2 separate regions of the Oryzias latipes genome follow, and region 1 is linked to region 2. The links are chromatin contacts, called in public Hi-C maps. All regions are on one chromosome and are shown on one strand. Each heading gives the region's core, a stretch centred on a gene start, on an enhancer-like site or on the middle of the called end of the contact. The rest is flanking DNA. Distances are from core to core; before and after follow the strand shown. Region 1 holds the start of soga1 (protein SOGA1). Region 2 holds the start of lrrc47 (leucine-rich repeat-containing protein 47).

Region 1 (3,817 bases), core at 1,161-3,660, 220 kb after region 2:
ATAGGTGGATTGAACTTGTTAACCTTATTCCTAAGATCAGCATTATCTCACTAAAAGTAAAAGAAAGGCACACCAAACAAACTTTTAGATTACAATCTGATGACTATTGTCAGTTTGGGATGGGATTAATGATCCTATTGGAAAAGAAAAGCTGAGGTCATGGTTCTGTAACACATAATTCCATTTTCTGATGGAGCATTTTAACACCTTTTCGCTTTGTATGCATCACGCTGAGCATTTCCCCTGAAAAGTACCGGGTGTGTGCTGCTGATGGCACGGCTCCAAGCCCAATCAATCTCCAACAATTAATGGCTTGTCTGGTCAGTAGCAGTGAGAGCTTCAGAACATGCTCCCAAATTGATCCCTCCCTTCATCAATAAAGCTTTCTGCAGACTTGAACAGTAGGTTAACCTACTGCAGGTTGACGCCTGCAAAGTTGGGAGTTCTAGTCCTCCTGTTATGACAAACCAGTTTTTTTTTTTAGGCGTCTTGGTATGAAGGTGTACAACTGTTTATGCTGATAAAAGCACAGACATACATGGACGAAGCAATGTATTGGTGCAAGCACAAATCTTTGAATAAATGAAGGAAAAGTGTCAAACAAAATGAGAATTGAATTCCAGAGAAAAGCTGGAATAGTCAAAGAATTGGCTCTTACTTTGAGGTAATCATTCTCAGACCTGAGCTCCTCTATTTCCCTGATGAACTCCTCCTGCATGCTGTCCATGAACTCCTCTGTCAGGTCTGAGAAGGCGAGGGAGGTGCTGGCTGGAACCCTGCTGTCCACCGAGGTGAACGACCGTTCCTCACCGGGGGATGCGCTCCCTACCCCGGTCTCCGTGCCCACAGACAGTCGGTCCTTGTCTTTCTCTGCGCACCAGCTGGTGGACTTGGCGACTCGCTGGTTCGCTGCATCCGCCAGCCAGCCTTCCCTGGGCGGCTTGTCGCCCTCCGCTCCGCCGCCCCGGCTGCTCCTTGACTCGGCGTCGCTGCTCATCGCGTCCGTGGAGAGCTTGTTCTCCTCCGAGGCGCAGTCCGACAGCTCGGAGCTGCTGTCGGTCGGGGAGAGCTTCCCGGGCGCGCAGCCAGAGTCCTTGGATAAATCCTCGGACCCTGTGCTGGCGTCAGACACCTTTCTCCGCCCCCCGCTGCTTTTAGCCGTCTTGGATGCCGAGGTCCTGGACACCCCACCGGAGGATTTACTGGTTGTTTTGCCGCCACCCCTCTCAGCCTTCCCGTCCTTCGCAGCGAGGCTCCCCACCGGACTGCGCCTGGAAATGCGGCTTCCCAAGTGGATCATGGCTCCGGGCTTCACGCTCAGAGTCGGGGTCCCGATGCCCCCGCGGATCTTCGTGAACGACCACCCCGGTACATCCTTCGGTCTGGCCGGGGACGGAGCCCGGTGGATCTTTTTCTTCTCGCCTGGAGGCAGCACGGGCGCCGCAGCCGGGAGCCCGGTGGAGTCAGGGCGGTCGCTCTTTCCGCCGTCCGAGCTCTCCGTCCCGCCTCCGCTGTCCATCTTCTGCCGGAGATGGAGTCTCCGTTCCTTTGGCGAGGCGATGGCGAGGCGGGTCGGAGAGTTCTGAACATCAACCTCCTTTGTTTTTGTCATTCATTCCGTTTGGTACCACCCGATAACGGCGAAACGGCAGCCCCTATTCGCTGAAATAGGCGGCAGAAGTTGGAGACGGAACTGCGAGGCGCACAAAGAGGAGACGTCCGGCGCTAATGGAAGCGCGCGCGGCGCAACAGGACCAGCCGGAAGTTCCAAACCTGCAAAACATTCAACGGTTCCGATGCAGCTTTCTCCTGGATGTGCAGTGGATTTAGAGGGAATCCCGCCTCTTGTCTTTGTTGTTCGGATTCTGCATGAACTGCATTGACTGGCCGCTGTTGTTTCCCCTGCCAGGTCTGAGCGAGAAGAAGCGCCGAGGCGCTGTTGTGGCTGTGTGGTCACTATCTCTCCCCTCCTCTCTCCGCCCAGATACTGGGATGGAGCTGTGGAGTAGCGGACTCCTCTGCTTTCTGCAGTTTTCTGTCTCCGCCACTGCAGAGTTTACAGGAAAAAATGTGCAACAAAGCAGAACATGACACATGACATTCAAATGACCCACTAAAGTCTCCATTAAACTCCAAAAAAATCTAAACGTAGTATAAAGCAAAAAGAAGCAAAAGTAAAAATATAAAGTACACTGATAGGCCTACATGTAAACAATAATTTTTGTGTATTTTGGAAACAAAAATGCCCAAATGTCATTTCTTGTATCGAAATAATTATCATGTATTTTTAAATGTCATTTTTTTACTTATTATAAAGTATATAAATTTTTGGTTTTAATGAAACATTTTATTAGTGGCAAATTAATTAGTTATTTCTGGTTTTTAATGACTAATTGATGCACTTTTTTATTTATTAGCTCTAAATTATTCAGTTGTAATGTTGTGTTTTTAATGACCAAATGATGCATGTTTTATTATTTATTCATTCTGAATTTTTTTTCTTTTTACGACTGAATAATGCACTGTTTATCACTTGCAATTAATAAATTCTGATGCGGACCTAAGTGCACTTTTACATTTAAAATATATTTGTATGATCGCAGCAACGCAATCTTTATTTGTTAAGAACCACCTAAGGTTGTTTGTCGTAATGACTGTTCCAAATTTCTAATAAAAAAACAACCACACTGAAAAATGCAATGTCAATCCAAGACAAACGTCTGCAGCTGCTGGTTAACTGAACAGTTTACAGTGAATTTAATGAGTCATCATCACTGCATTTGTGCAAACAGAAACCCAGAAGGTGAGGCAACCTCCATTGGAACTAGATGCATCATCCTGCAATGCACTTACCGGTTTTTGAAGTTCTCATGCTAAAAATGTGCCAACACATGCCACTGAGAAATTTAACCCAATCCTGGGACAGTGAAACACAATGGGTAACTAATTTCCCTAAAAATGAGAAATAATGTCCTATAAACAGTCCTTGATTGCATTAATAAGCTTTGGAATGCATGAAGGTTTTTTGTTCTTCACACCACTGTGACCCAAAAAGCCTCTGAGAAATCTAAAGATTGATTTCTATGTGTTTTCTTCTCCATGACTTGATATCAACCACTAAAAAGTCATCCACCAGATTAGACAGCTTGTTTAATGAAAGGCTTTTTTTGGTTTGCAATGGATTTTTCTTTTTAGCTCCTGTCTAGCTGACCATCATTTAATCAGTGCTGTCTTTACAAATGGTGCCTGTTTGGTGTTATCCTGAACCCAACTCTATGAATGATTCATGAGTCAGCAAAACTGCAGTGTTTACCAATCAGACTAAAGGACATTATTTATTCAGTAGAGGAGGGAATTTGATTTTAGTGAAGGAGAATTATAATAAGAAAGGTGATGATGAAAGTAGTGCAAGTCCTTTAAGTTTAAGACATCAGAAGTTTATATGACGCAACTCTTTATGAGATGGGATGAGAGCCCTGTCTGTGATCAAGAGCACAGTTTTGCATTTGCCATTGTTGTTTGATCCCATCTCTATTCATCTGTCTGTCATGTATGATCATTATCATGAGCGTATCTTTTCCTTTTGAGCAGGAGAGCTCCATTTTAAAGGCAACACAGTCCAGTGGAAACCGAAAGGTTCCTTTTTCCAAAACGTCTTTTGCTAATGTAAAAAACAAACTAAGTCTTGGTTTTACCAGCAGCAGCGCTGTATACGTACAGCATGTTTTAATGGGTTGATCTAACGTGTGTTTTTTATTCCTTTTGATGTGTCTCCGTGTTAGGATATGGGCATGAAGCAATTTTTTTGTAGTATGTC
Region 2 (3,396 bases), core at 800-3,299:
TTCAATTTTAACAAAAAAATAAAATAAAACAAGATCATGTATAAAGTACATATTTATAATTATCATATTATTGTATAGGAATAGTACCTTTTTGTCTTGAACAAAAACACTCAACTTTATGTACTTAAAAGTAAATAATGTCATTTCATTTTTTTAACCAATAAAACACGGAAAGCTCAATAATTCTCCGACAGAGTTACAAAAATACCAAAAAGTTGTCTTAATTTCATTTTTGCTTAATGTGGAAAATATGGCCTTCAACAAATATTTTGGTGATCTGCAGTGCCCCCTAGTGGACAGATGAAACAAGTGCAGTACAGAAAAATTGTGTTGTATTATTTTCTATGACCAAAATGGCTTTAATAAAAAATAAGAGTTAAAAATGTTTTATGTACTTGTGCTTTTTATATTCTTTACATTTGTACTTAATGAATGTAATTTAAATATTTTTTATTTCCACGTTTCTCTGTTCATTCGTCTCTGCATGGGCTGTCATTTTCCTCTATATTCATACTGTATTACTTTCGAATCAGTCCATCTGGTCACAACCCACATCCTCTGGGATTCTATCCTTTGACTTCATCGAACGATTTTATATCTTTTTTTTAAATAAATAAAATGTAACAGATCAAAGTATTTTTCCATTTTTTTCTTTTCTTGCTATTTTATTTAAAGAAATCGTTTTGCTTCTGTTACTGTGTGTGTTTGAAGTAATGTAAGCGTTGTTTTCCGCAGATAAACTGCCGTCTCTGCAGCAGCACAACAGGAGCTCCAAGCTGGCGCTGCCGCTGTTACGGCAGGAAAGCGATCAAGACTCCACCACCGACGAAGACGAGGGTAAAGAGCAGGAAATGGTGCTAAACTGACGTCCCAACACGGAATCCTTCAGTTTTTACCTGCAGGTCTGAACACCAGAACATTCCGTCAGATGACGTCAGGAAACTGTTTCCTTCATCGACCTGCCTCTCAGGGACCCCCCCTTCTCAACACAGCATCCACTGTGGTTTACAAAGGGGGGGCCTTTTGGTACGAATGACGCGTGTTTGACAGTTAGAATATCTAAAACTCTTTGATTTAGTTTAATCTGAAAACTGTCCCAGGATGGGGAAAGACCCAGCTCTAAGACATTAGAGAAAAAGTTATACATGAAATACATTTGGATTCGTTTTTTTAGTTTTGCAGCCGGATTTGCAATCCTTTTTTAGGTTTGATAATTATTGATATTTAAATTTGTAAAACAGAGTGGTTGATCTGCAACACCATCAGTAAATCTGGAAATATGACAAACTTTGGTAAAGGACTTCCTGAATCAACGGGACTCAGTTTGAAGACTTATCTCCAAACTTACATGTTAACAGACGATCTGGTGATGTGTGAAATGTTTGTTAGCTTTGTGTCAGAGTAAAGCAGAAACATTCCTTTACTGCGTGTAACTGAAAGACCTTAAACATTTTCATTTAAAGACCTTCAAGTGCCTTATTTGCTGCTATCAAAACCATTTCTAAATACTGTTCAGAGGACATGAAAGGTTTTCTAAAGTTAATCACTAAGCTGGTATAATTTAATATTCAATCGTGATTTCGTTTTTTTTTTTTTTTTTTTAAGGAGTATGAGAAATAAAGAGATGAAAAGCTGAAGTGTCCTGACTTCTTTCTCCACACAAACTCTAATTTAAAAGCAGATTAAATCCATTAAGGTGTTACATTCTTCCCTAGATGCTAGACTTTCCTGAGGACTATTCTGACATTGTAAAAGTGAACCATCCCAAAAGGTAAAATTGCTTCTTTTGGAGAAAAAAAATAAACAGTTGAAATAAATAATCTGAGCAGTCGTTCAGTCAGAGAATGTGGAACTAAGATGTTGTTGATCCTGAAAACCTCTGCAGGTTCATGTGGGAGGAGAGAATGCATCAAGGCTCAACATATCAGGTTCACAGACTGAGTTACTATGGCAACTGATTGAATAAATACTGATGAATTTAAAATGAGAGATTGAGATAAAAATCCCATGTTTTTGACAGAATTTTTTTTTCTTTTTAACCGGACAGCCATGGTGCCTAAAAGCCAGACACAGGTCGAATTGGGTAATTGAAACAGGAATTTACAAACCCTTAAAAACACAAAATTATATTATTTTGTAAAGTTTTTTTTTGTATTGGCATCAAAATAACCTGCTAACTACATCAATTATGGTGTCCTTACCCAACCTGATATTAATGCTGTTCCTAACAACAATAAAAGTTTGTTAGTATTAAAAGTATTTCAGTAAGAGTCGGCTGAAGGGGCTGCGTGTGGATTTATGCTTGAAATCCCCAGAAACTCCTGCAGTGCCTTTGAAACAACAGTACCGATATGCGCCACATGAGGGCGCACTGCTCAAAATTCCTTTAACTTGTCCACTTCAATATAAAAGCGGGGCCTTTTATTTATAATAAAACTAAAAGAAAGTAAAGAAAAAATAAATATTACATTTGGAAAAAATATATATTTCAGCGTTTTACTGCATTAGTACATGTAAATGTGATGCCTCTTCTTCACAGACGTGTGTCGTCAAGCACTGTTGTGTTATTTTGAAATAACCGGAAATGAACCGGAAGCCGTCCTGTTGGTCTGCCGCGCGTGCTTCATCCGTTCTAGCTTGAGCAGCAGGATGGATGACACAGACGTTTGGCCAGAAATAGAAAAAGCAGCGACAGAGAAGAGGCGTGAACTGGTTCTTCACGGCCCCGCCATAGACGAGAGGGTCTCCTCCAACCAGGGACTCGACGCCTCCATCTACTCCTTAAAGCTGCTCAATTACCTGGAGGTTAGCCAGTGTCCGAGCTTGACGGAGATCCACGCGGACATCCAACTCCTGACGAACCTCCAGAGCCTCATCCTGTGCAGAAACAAGCTCGCCTCCATCCCGCACGTCATCGGCCGCCTCAAGGCTCTGAAGGTCCTGGACGTTTCGGTCAACAACCTCACGGCGGTACCGGAGGAGATCACCCAGCTGCCGGAGCTGAGGACTCTGAACGCCAGCTGCAACAGCCTGGAGCTTCTGCCGGATGGACTCAGCCGATGCTCTAAACTCTCCACCATCAACGTCTCCAAGAACCGCCTCACAGCCTTCCCCCCGGACCTCTTCTCCAGGGACCTGGAACTGCTCAGCTCCTTGGTGGCTTCTGATAACTGCATCCAGGAGCTCAGTGGAGACATTCATCAGCTCGCTGCTCTGAAGGTCTGCTCAGCTTCTGCTCAGCTTCTCACCTGACATCTTCTCCGTGTTCTCCAGACGGCTGGCGTCTTCTCCAGACATCTGGCGTCTTCTCCAGACACCTGACGTCTTTGTCAGACACCTCAAGTCTTCTCCAGACATCTGGGGTCTTATCCAGACATCTGGAGTGTTCTCCAGACA

Evidence for each region. A called contact is a pair of places that touch in the nucleus more often than the background predicts.
Region 1: a Hi-C map of embryo shows a contact between it and region 2, with 2.1 times the contacts expected there. The contact joins the promoter of soga1 here to the promoter of lrrc47 in region 2. A contact is called at or near these places in 2 of 5 Hi-C or Micro-C datasets (embryo and fibroblasts).

Annotation. Positions count from the first base shown.
Region 1 is chr7:6,056,455-6,060,271 of ASM223467v1, forward strand. soga1 (protein SOGA1) reads right to left here and starts at 2,411. Exons shown (of 24, transcript XM_023956415.1): 1 at 659-2,411. The coding sequence starts at 1,612.
Region 2 is chr7:5,832,562-5,835,957 of ASM223467v1, forward strand. It overlaps lrrc47 (leucine-rich repeat-containing protein 47), which reads left to right and starts at 2,050. Exons shown (of 8, transcript XM_004070315.4): 1 at 2,050-2,083; 2 at 2,540-3,219. The coding sequence starts at 2,050. slc35c2 (solute carrier family 35 member C2) reads left to right here. Exons shown (of 9, transcript XM_020704468.2): 9 at 736-1,637. The coding sequence ends at 861.